Regions from separate parts of the Sus scrofa genome. Here regions 2 and 3 are each linked to region 1. The links are chromatin contacts, called in public Hi-C and HiChIP or PLAC-seq maps. All regions are on one chromosome and are shown on one strand. The core of a region is the stretch at or near the end of the contact, and the rest is flanking DNA. Distances in the headings are between cores, read along the strand shown.

Region 1 (3,500 bases), core at 691-3,190:
ACTCCACAGAAGCTAACAGACCAGATAAGAGCAAAAACAGTAAAAAGAGTGCACAGGCCTCAAGGTCAGACATGGCCGAATTGGAAAAGCCAGGCGCCATCGCTTCCTCAACCAGTTTCTCCCTCTAGAACCCTGGCTTCCTGTGCTGTCAAATGGAGATCAGATTCCCTGCCTCATAGGCAAGGCCCTTGGTCCACACCAGCATTCTCACTGCAGTTCTCTCCGCTCCAACACACTACCCTTCACTCACACCAGGCTTGCTCCCACCTCAGGACCTTTGCACTTGCTATTCTTACTCCTTAGAACATCCTTGCTCCCATTATGTGTGCATAACTATTCCTCTTCATCATTCAGGGCTCAGTTGAAACAGCACTTCCTCAGAAAGTCCTCCCTGTTCCCTTTTCTACAAACTCTCCCCCCACGCCTGAGCATTAACTCTGCTAATCAGCATCCAGGACTTACTTCCTCAAAGGCCCTCCCCCAACACCCTGCCTTAAGCAGCTATTGCCTCCCCAACTATTCCTATTCTCCTTTCCTCTCAGCAGCTAACCTTATCCCTATGTAGCTCATCCGCCTGCTGGTTGTTTTTTTTCCAGTCTCTCATAAAAGCCTGTTGATTCTGGAGGGCAGGGAAGATGTCTGTCTTGTTCAGGGCTCTACAGTGGAATTCAATACATGAATGAAACCCCGGTAATTAAAACACAGCCTAGCACACGTTTGGTCTCCATTACTCTTTGACTAACTGACTGAATGAGCCCTCCTCCCAGTCCTGGTGAGCAAGCCTGAGGGGTTCCTGGGCCAGACTGCTTGTCCTCCATCCTAGACACAGCCCTGCGTTGGCGGAGGTGGCGCTGGCAGACATTACCTGCGCCTCATCGGCTTCATGCAGCTCTTCAGCTGCCTGGCCTCAGCCTCCACGGGACCCTGGCACTCGGGCTGTGGCTCCGGCTGCTGCAGCTGCTGCTGCTGGGGCAGCCCTTCGGCATCAGTGGGTGTGGGAGCGGGTGCAATCCGGAGCAGGACTGTGTAGTTGCGGCCGTGGTTGTTGGCCCAGAAAGTGCCCTCGGGGGTCTCATAGCGCACCACGAAGTCCAGGCGCGCCCCATCGCCCGCGCCCTCAGCAAAGGGCAGCTGGAAGGCAAAGCGGTCGGTGCGGCCGCCGTCGTCGGGCGAGGAGGCGGACGCCTGGCCGGGGCCCAGGCCAAGGGCCAGATCCAGGATGGGATCTCCTGCTCCTGGTCCTCCCGTTCCTGCCCATGGCGGGCTGCGCGGGACGTAGCGCGCTGGGTGGTCGCAGAAGGAAGCCCAGCCGTCGTGTGAGGCCCGCACGTGCACCGCCTTCTCGAAGGAGCGGTTCAGCACGCGGACCAACCCGCGCAGCACGGGCGGGCGCCCCCCGGGCACCCACACCCCGGCACCCCCGGGGACCGCTCCGGGAGGCGGCAACAGAGCCTCCAGCTCCACCATGACGCGCCCCAAGCGCTCCAGACGGCCTGACGCGGGCGGCAGCGAAAATGTGGGCACCAGGTAAAACCCCCGCCAGCGGGGACGGGGCACAGCGGCGAGGGCTCGGGGCAAGCCTCCTCTTCCTCCTCCCCTTCATCCCCATCCTCGCCATCGTCGTCCTCGTCAGCCCCGCCGCCGTCGCCATCTTGCCCGGCCGCCGCCGCCATCTTGCCCGCCCCGGGCCCGCCCCACGGCCGGTAGCGGCGCAGCTGCGCCAGCGGCAGCCCCAGGGCCTCATCGGCGAACAGCACCCGCCGCGGGGCCACCGCTACCTCGACTGAGGTGCGGGGCTCGCCCGCGGCCGGCGAGGGGGGCGCGGGATGCCGCAGCGGGGGCTCCACAGGGGCCGTGCGCGCCATATCGGCGGCGGCGGCGGCACCGACGGCACCGGCGGCGGGACCGGCGGGGGCAGGGCCTGAAGGGGCGAGCAGCCAATGGGAAGGCCAGCGCGGGGGGGTACGACTCACGGGGGGCGTAGGCGGCGAGACGAAGACAGGTGTAGCGGAGAGCCAATGAGGAGCCGCGCACGCGTGACGTAGGCGGTGAAGCGCGTGCAGGGGAAGCGCGCAGCCAATGGGGATGCCCGAGAGTGGGCGGTGTAGGAGGCGGGATGATCGGGGAATCAATGGGGAGGCCTGAATGGGGGGGCGGGGTCCGGGATGAAGAGAGCAGTCGTAGGACAGATAATAGGGAAGCGGGAGCGGTGTATGGGCGCCGGGGAAAATGGAATGGTTTCAGGCGATGGGGGGCAGCGGAAGCGAACGGAGAGACCAGAAAAGCAGGAGATCCGTGGGTTGCGTAGGTGGTGGGATGGAAGCTAGAGACAGCGAAGAGCCAATGGGGAGTCGCGCGCCTGTGGCGTACGGAAGAGATGACGCTAATGGCTGCAGCGAGCCAATGAGGAGTCCTGTGAATGTGCACTACGCCTTCAAGGGGCGGTGCCAGGGCTGAACTAGCCACTGCGGAGACTAGAAGTGACCGAGAGGCGGTGTGTGAGTTGCCCGGGAGGCGGGACTGAAGGGGGAAAGCCAATGGGTAGGCGGCGAAGGCGGGAGCAGGAAAGAGAGATGGCGGTTAGCCAATGGAGGAGCCAGAGTGAAGACTGTTGAGACGTCAAAGGGTGCTGGAACGGGGTGAACCAATACCAAAGCTAGAAAGCATAGCGGGACCGAAGGATCCGGAGGTGGGACGGCAAAGAGCAGAGCCAACGAGGGTGTTGTAGGTGGTGTGAAGGAGAGGATGAGCAGCCAATAAGGAGGCCGGAGGAGAGGATGGTGCGTAGGTAGTCTAGGTTGTAGGGTGGTCGGGCTACAGAACCGTAGAGTGCAGGCAGCCTTTAGGAAAAGTGTACCTCTCGTGGATGGTTTTACCTTCTCCTTAACCCTCCATGACCACTCCCTTTTGCCCCAGGGCTGTGAATGCCGAGAGCCCCCAAGAACCTAGACCGTACCCTAGTGTGAGATCAAGAAAGCAAAACGGACTTTGCGGTCACAGTTGCTGGTTCTCCCCTGCCCACCTCCGAACCTTAGCTTGGGCAGTACCACTAGCCGAGAATGCCCCTGATTATCATTCTCAGTGTTCTCCAGGATTTGGCACCATTGTTGAATGAAGGAGAGATTGAGGTTTTGGGGTTTTTTTTTGTTTTTTTTTTTTTTTGAAAATTAGCTTTTTCTAACTCTGAGCGTGACTGTATGCAGCCGGGAGTTGGTTGGCCATGTTGGCAGACATTGACTATCACAGATCAAATCCCTGTCATTCTTGCCTGACTCAAACGCCATAGCCGACAGTGGCCTCACCGCCCATCTTTCTGTCTCCAGTCTCTGTTCCTACTGCTCCCTCTCCTAAGAGTGCTACTCCTTCTGCTTCCTCATGTCCTCTCACTCTCTTTTTCCACTCTGCCTTCGAGATCCCACCTCCTGTAGGAACATGGCCATTCATATATTCCCTCCTCCATCCTGGGTTATTTTCTAAACACCTACTGTATGCAAGGCTCT
Region 2 (3,251 bases), core at 46-2,545, 300 kb after region 1:
CCAAGTTCCCTGGCTTGGGCAAAGGCTGGGTGTCATTCATTCACTGTCAGTGGGAACATCAAAGCTGTTGCACACATAATGACAGGCACATAGCAACTACTTGGTAAAGGCTACCTACAATTATTATTGTAAGTTCAGATCCAGATGTGTAATGCTGGACAAATATCCAGCAGGGAGTGGGATATAGGGTTGAGTGAGACGGTCACGAGAAGAATCAGTATGATAATGTGCGCAGGCATTTTGCACAGTTCCCTAAACACCATAAGCCCATTAAGTCTCATGAGCTGAAAACACCACCAAAAAAAAAAAAAAGAAAGAAAGAAAAAGAAAACACAGCTCTATTCTGTTTATTACTGCCACCCTTCAGTAAGAACTTCAACTAGGGTTGGCATCTGAAGGGAGAAAATTAGGTGGCACTCAGAAGAGCTTGTATTGCTTGGTTCCTAAGATTGGCAGGGAACCCTCACCTCTCCCGACACCTTCGTGGTTCGTGAGCTCATCTGAATTCTCCAACTGCACCCTGAGGTAGTTTGGGCAGGCATTATCATTCTTGTTTCACACAGAGGTAACAAGAGGTAAAATTTACACAATGACTTGCTCAAGGTCAGACAGTTGGTAATGGTTCGCCCATGCCTGGAACAGAGGTCGTCCTGACTCCAAAGCCTGAGATCCTTTCCTTTGCACTGACATGCAGAATAATTAATTGAGCACTTACTGTGTCCTAGGCACAGCGGGAGGCCCTTTGTAAGCATTAATCTCTGAGGCGTAAATTGGAATGATCATGGCCATTTTATAGAGAAGTGGAAATTGAGGATTGGGTGGGTTTTAAATGGCTTGCCAGAGATCACTCAGGAGTGGCAGAGCCAGGATTAGCTTTTAGTTCTCCATCCGTGCAGTAGCAGGAATTTTACCAACCTCATTGTGAAACGCTGGTTGGTGACGGAGCTGGTTTATAAACTTCGCTCGATTCAGGTACACTCAGTTTGGGGGTGCGGGGGGAGGAGAAGAAAAAAAGAGGTGTGGGGGGGTGGAGAGGAAAAGGCTTTGCCGCGCCTGCGCACTAGCCACAGGGGCGGGGAGGTCAACGCGAGGGCGAGAGTGCGGCTGTGCCAGAGAGGGCGTGTCTGCTTTCCAAACACCCCCTGTCCCCACGGTTCAGTCTGTCCCAAGGTTGGCCCGTCCGACGTGAGTGACGATATCTCTTAACCAATCACCGCAGAACTAGGCTTGTTGCCAGGGTGAAGCGGCGCCCGCCTCCTCACCGGATGTGGATTTGCAGGTGGGTGGAACCGGAACTGACGCTTCAGGGTCTAGCTAAGCTCTGGGAGTGTTGATATTTTCCTGTCAGTCCGGCTGACTGCAGCCAAGTTGGAAGCCTGGAAGGGAGGCGATTTTAAAACTGTCGTGTGCGGGGCAGGCCACGCTGTCCAGTTGCAGTACCCCCGCTTGCGAGTCAGAGCCTCGGGGAGAGAAGAGCAGGACGGGGACGACGAGAGGAAAGGCAAGGAACGAGGGTGCCGACTTTGACTGAAATCTGAGACGGAGGGCAGGGGAGGGCGATTATTCGCTTCTGATTGGCCCGTGGGCATCACCGAGGACCCACGCAGCCGCTTCGATTGGTTGGTACCCGCAATTGTTGTGGCGGCGGTGAAGATTTTGCCCACGTACTTCCGAGAGAGAGGCGGGGCTGTGCCCCGGCGCGCGTGCGCAACGCCCCGGGCCCCACCCGGTAGTTCAAGAACCTGCGAGGGGGCGGGGCGAAGAGGTGCTTGTTTTGGTTCTGTTTCCTTTGAAGCCGAAGGCCGGAACGAGCGTAGCAATAATCTTGCTGGACTTGGGGAGAAGGCTACGACAGGCTCGCACCGGTGCCTTCATCTTGGACTTCACATCCGGGTTCTCCAGCCGCGTGACCTGCGCGCCGCCGACGGTTCGAGAACCGGTGCCGCGATCTCTTTATCCGGGTCCCGGCGATCCCGTCGTGCTTCGCGCACCACTGTAGCCCCCTCATCCGGGTCCTCTCCCAGCGTGCCCCGCGCCGGGTTTGCTGGGGGGTACTCGGCAGTGCCGCCATGACTATTCTCCCCAAAAAGAAGCCGCCGCCTCCCGACGCCGACCCAGCCAACGAGCCGCCGCCGCCCGGGCCGCTGCCCCCGGCGCCGCGGCGCGGCGGGGGTGTAGGCGTGGGCGGCGGTGGCACGGGCGTGGGTGGTGGCGACCGCGACCGTGACTCGGGCGTCGTGGGGCCCCGTCCCCGAGCTTCGCCACCGCCTCAGGGCCCGCTCCCGGGGCCACCAGGTGCACTCCACCGCTGGGCGCTGGCCGTGCCGCCCGGCGCCGTGGCGGGACCCCGGCCACAGCAGGCCTCTCCTCCTCCTTGCGGGGGTCCCGGCGGTCCCGGCGGCGGTCCTGGTGACGCGTTGGGTGCAGCGGCAGCGGGGGTGGGCGCGGCGGGCGTGGTGGTGGGTGTGGGCGGCACCGTGGGCGTGGGCGGCTGCTGCTCCGGGCCGGGCCACAGCAAGAGGCGGCGTCAAGCCCCCGGGGTTGGCGCGGTCGGCGGGGGCAGCCCTGAGCGCGAGGAGGTCGGCGCAGGTTACAACAGTGAGGACGAGTATGAAGCGGCTGCAGCGCGCATCGAGGCCATGGACCCCGCCACCGTTGAGCAGGTATGGGCAGGAAGGGGGGTGACAGGTGAGTGGGTGTGGTGGATGGAATCCCCAGACAGGGTAAAGACCCAAGGAAGGCTGTTTTGAGATGGAGCCTGTGTCTTCTCTCTGAACCTGGCAGTCTTTTCTCTGGTGGTGGCGGGGGCGTGAGACGCTCTTCTCCCACCCTCACGCCCACCCCACCAAGGATTTGGGGTTAGAGGCCCCAGATAAGATGGAGGCTTTGAAGATGGGCTCTGTGGTCTTTTCTAGAACGCGTAGTTGTCATTCCAGGCCCTGGAATCTCATCGTTTAGGGCCAATAGGTAGGAACTCCCCAGGAGAGACAGGCAGGATGGAATGCCTCTGGAGAATGGAATCTCATGACTCTCCAAAGGATCTTGGTCTGTGTTCGGTGGCTTGAGGTTTCTTTTCCTCCGGGGTAAGAGTCTAAGATTCTCTCTCCGCAGAATATAAATAAGGGTTATTTGTGAAGTAAGTCTTGTGAGAAGGACCTTCCACTTCCACTTGTGAAGTAAGTCCTGTGAGTAGCTCGTTCTCCTTGGGAACACGGGTATGGTGGGATTCTGAGGGAGAATCTGACCTTCCT
Region 3 (3,486 bases), core at 441-2,940, 410 kb after region 1:
GGAAAAAGAAAAAAGGGAAAGGCTGATGCATTGAGAGCCTGAGTCAGAGGGAACCTCCCACACTCTCCAGGATGGAGAACCTCACGGTTTTGATTGTCACAGGAGGCTACATTGCAGCCAGGCCCCCTCTCACCAGCCCTTGGAGCCCCACGATTAGGTCTTGCTCGGCTGCTTGGCTAAGCTTCTTCATTCTGCCTTTCTTCTTTACATCCGCTAGATTGGGGCTGGAGCGGAGTCCGGCACCCTTTTTAACACCTCGCTTCTGCCAAACAGAGAGAAGGGTCAGAGTCCAGTACACGGCCCACTGCTCCCCCTCCCCCTCAAGAGGGCCGGTCAGGGGCCTCACCGAGGTGACGCTGGAGTCGTGTGGGGGGGAGTGGGGGTTGTGCCTACTTCTTCGCTGCCTGGTTGTGGTGGAATCCTGGCCGGTGGAGGTCATGGCTGGGGAGACTTCACCCCTGACGCGGTTCTGGGGGGTGGGATGGAGGTGACTGAGAAGGGGCCCCGAGCGCCCTGAAGACCCCTCATCCCAGCCCCTTCCCAGGCCCCGCCCCCTACGCTAGCCTCCATCCCTTAGGCTATCTATTCCCCACCACCTCTAAACTCCGCCTCTCTCAAGGCTCTCTCCCTCCAAGGGGGTGTCCATTCCACTTGGTCCCGCCCATTCCACGAGGCTCCACCCCTTTACACTATTCTTTACCCTTTCGGTCTGGCTCTTTCACAGAGCAATTAACCCCCTGGCCCAGTCCTGATCTAAGCCAGCCCTTGCCAGCTAATCACCGCCCCTTTCACTCTATCAAGCCCCATTCCCAGATCCTTTCATTCCTCAAAGCCTCGCCCAGACCCCACCCCTTCGCAAACCTGCCCTGGCCAGCCAATCTCCCAGGATAATCACCCACCCTTTCACTCAGCCAGCCCCAGCCCCGGGCCCCGACTCCACCCTTAACGATCCACTTAACTCCACCCCTTATCGGGCTGGACCGGCACCTTCCACTAGGCTAGATCCCGCCCCTAACGTTTCAAGGAGCCCAGCTCCTCAGGGGACTGCCCTTTCCCTTCCGCCAGGCTCCACCCCCTGCCCAGGCCCAACCCCAAACGCTTCCCCAAGCCCCTACAGCCATTTCCGAGCCCCTCCCCCAGACCCGCCCCCCCCTCCCCGCCCCCGCTGTCGACGTTGACGAATCCCTCCACTCACTTGGCGCAGCCCCTTTCTCAAACTCCGCCCTTGGCGCGCGCCGCCAATTTCTCGGCGACCTGTAGGGCCGCGGGTGCCTGAGCCTCTCTTTTCCATTGGGCCAGATCTCTCTACAGCCCGCCCCGATCCCGCCCACACCGGGGAGAGCCGGCCTTGCGCCTCCAGCGGAACGCACAAACGGCGGATCAGCGCGTCAGTGCGCGACGCTGGCCGTGCCGCGCCTGCGTGAAGCGCGCGCCGGCTGCCTGACGCGGCGCTCGGGCTCAAGCTTCTCCCCTCCCCCAATCGCCACAGCTGTCACCCTGGCGGTCGTGACCGCGGTTTCTTTGTCCCTGTCCAGTTACCTTAGGAGCCCACCGGACTCGCGCCAACTGTACCGTGCGGTGACTCAAGAGTGCAAGCAAGCAAGCGAGGGAGTTAGGAAAGGGCGTCTTCTCCCTGCCCCCTGGCTTCCCGCGCGGCGCGCCGTGATGACGTAGCGCGGGCGGGCTGGTGGCTGGGCCTGGAGCGCGGTGGAAATTGGACGAGGCTGGTGGCGGCCAAAAAGGGAGTGGTGATGATGACAAATGTGAGAATTTTCTGAGTTCATATTCACTAAGGTGGTACGCAAGGAAGCACTCACCAAATGTTAGCTATTAATAGTCTGCCGCGAAAATGGATGGTGGAATGGAAGGGGGAATGATCGTGACGATAGCAAGTTGTATGTGACAGGCATTGTCGTAAGCCACAGTTCTATGAGGTACTTCCCAGTACTAAGGCTGCTTTGCAGATAAGGAAACTGAGGTTATGGGACTTAGCCATGTGACTTTGGGCAAGTTACTGAACGACTCTGTGCTTCAGTTTCCTCCTCTGGGAAATTGTGATAATAGTGCCGGGGAGTCAGAATGGACCTTGGGAGGGGAGTTTTTCTTGGGTGACAGCTCTTCCTGTCTGCTCCCTCCAGTGGGTAACCTCTGCACGCAAGCTGGAATAGAAAGTGTATGGGTAGGGGGGAGTTGCGCCCCCCCCCCACAATGCGCCCTCCCAACTCTCTCCCACCCCATGGCTAAATGTCTGAATATCAGCCTCGCAGGAGGCCGGTTTGTCCTCCTAATCTCCCTCTCTCATTCTTCACCATTTCCTACCGGGCTGTAGGCTGGGGCGGGAGAGATAAGGGGTCTGGGGTTCAGCATCGCTGACTAACCAACAGATTGACAGCCCCACCGCCCAGTAGCTGGGCCCTCTGACACTCTTGCAAACCCGTTTCAACCTAGTCTTCCCTTCCACTCTTTTCCTACCTGAACGTGTCTTTTGTCCCAGTGGAAGAGGGTCGCAGCTAAAAGACCTTTACACCTCCACGTACGCCAGAGAAAACATGTATATGCAGTGATAAACACAGAGGAACGTTCTGAGGTGATGCTTGCAAAGTGAAAGAGTAGGGAGTCTTGTAAGGGCCAAGACCCACTTTTTTTGTATAGTCAGAAGGGAGGTTTCTGTACAACAAAGGTTGGCAAACTTTTTCTGTAAAGGGCCAGATAGTAAATATTTTAGGTTTTGCAGGCCACATACTGGCCTCTGGGGCATTTTCTTCCTTCCTTTTCTTTCTTTCACTTTCTCTTTTCTTTTCTTCATCTTCTTTTTTTAGGGCTGCACTCGCAGCATATGGAGGTTCCCAGGCTAGGGGTCCAGTCGGAGCTGTAGCTGCCGGCCTACACCACAGCCACAGCCACAGCCACACCAGTTTGGAGCCGTGTCTGAGACCTACACCAGAGCTCAGTGCAATGCCGAATCCTTTAACCCACTGAGCCAGGCAAGGGATTGAACCTGCGTCCTCGTGGATGCTAGTCAGATTCGTTTCTGCTGAGCCATGACGGGAACACCTTCCCTTTTCTTTCCTTTTCTTTCTTTTGCCTTTCCATGGCACACAGAAGTTCCCAAGCCAGAGATGGATCTTGAGCCACAGCCACAGTGACTATGCCAAATCCTTAACCACTAGGCCGCCAGGAAACTCCTCCTTTCCTTTTTTTGTTTCCCTTTCTTTTTTTCTTTTCCTTCTTATTTCCTTTCAGTTTCCTCCTCTGGGAAATTGTGATAATAGTGCCGGGGAGTCAGAATGGACCTTGGGAGGGGAGTTTTTCTTGGGTGACAGCTCTTCCTGTCTGCTCCCTCCAGTGGGTAACCTCTGCACGCAAGCTGGAATAGAAAGTGTATGGGTAGGGGGGAGTTGCGCCCCCCCCCACAATGCGCCCTCCCAACTCTCTCCCACCCCATGGCTTTCTTTTTTTCTTTTCCTTCTTATTTCCTTTCCCTAC

What was found. A called contact is a pair of places that touch in the nucleus more often than the background predicts. HiChIP or PLAC-seq counts read pairs in DNA pulled down with a chosen protein or histone mark.
Region 2: an H3K27ac HiChIP or PLAC-seq map of alveolar macrophages shows a contact between it and region 1. The contact joins the promoter of OTUD5 here to the promoter of PPP1R3F in region 1. A contact is called at or near these places in 1 of 47 Hi-C or Micro-C datasets (heart right ventricle) and 1 of 2 datasets of contacts at active chromatin or transcription factors (alveolar macrophages).
Region 3: a contact with region 1 is called in a Hi-C map of liver, with 4 times the contacts expected there. The contact joins the promoter of HDAC6 here to the promoter of PPP1R3F in region 1. A contact is called at or near these places in 3 of 47 Hi-C or Micro-C datasets (heart right ventricle, liver and skeletal muscle).

The regions. Positions count from the first base shown.
Region 1 is chrX:43,326,639-43,330,138 of Sscrofa11.1, reverse strand. PPP1R3F (protein phosphatase 1 regulatory subunit 3F) reads right to left here and starts at 1,940. Exons shown (of 5, transcript XM_003135095.5): 1 at 1,541-1,940; 2 at 866-1,538. The coding sequence starts at 1,865. It also overlaps a transcript of FOXP3 not described here.
Region 2 is chrX:43,027,515-43,030,765 of Sscrofa11.1, reverse strand. It overlaps OTUD5 (OTU domain-containing protein 5), which reads left to right and starts at 1,295. Exons shown (of 9, transcript XM_003484107.4): 1 at 1,295-2,663. The coding sequence starts at 2,070.
Region 3 is chrX:42,916,115-42,919,600 of Sscrofa11.1, reverse strand. It overlaps HDAC6 (histone deacetylase 6), which reads right to left and starts at 1,690. Exons shown (of 29, transcript XM_003360315.5): 1 at 1,540-1,690; 2 at 347-469; 3 at 134-262. The coding sequence starts at 439. LOC110257658 (a long non-coding RNA gene) reads left to right here and starts at 1,678. Exons shown (of 6, transcript XR_002340570.1): 1 at 1,678-1,763.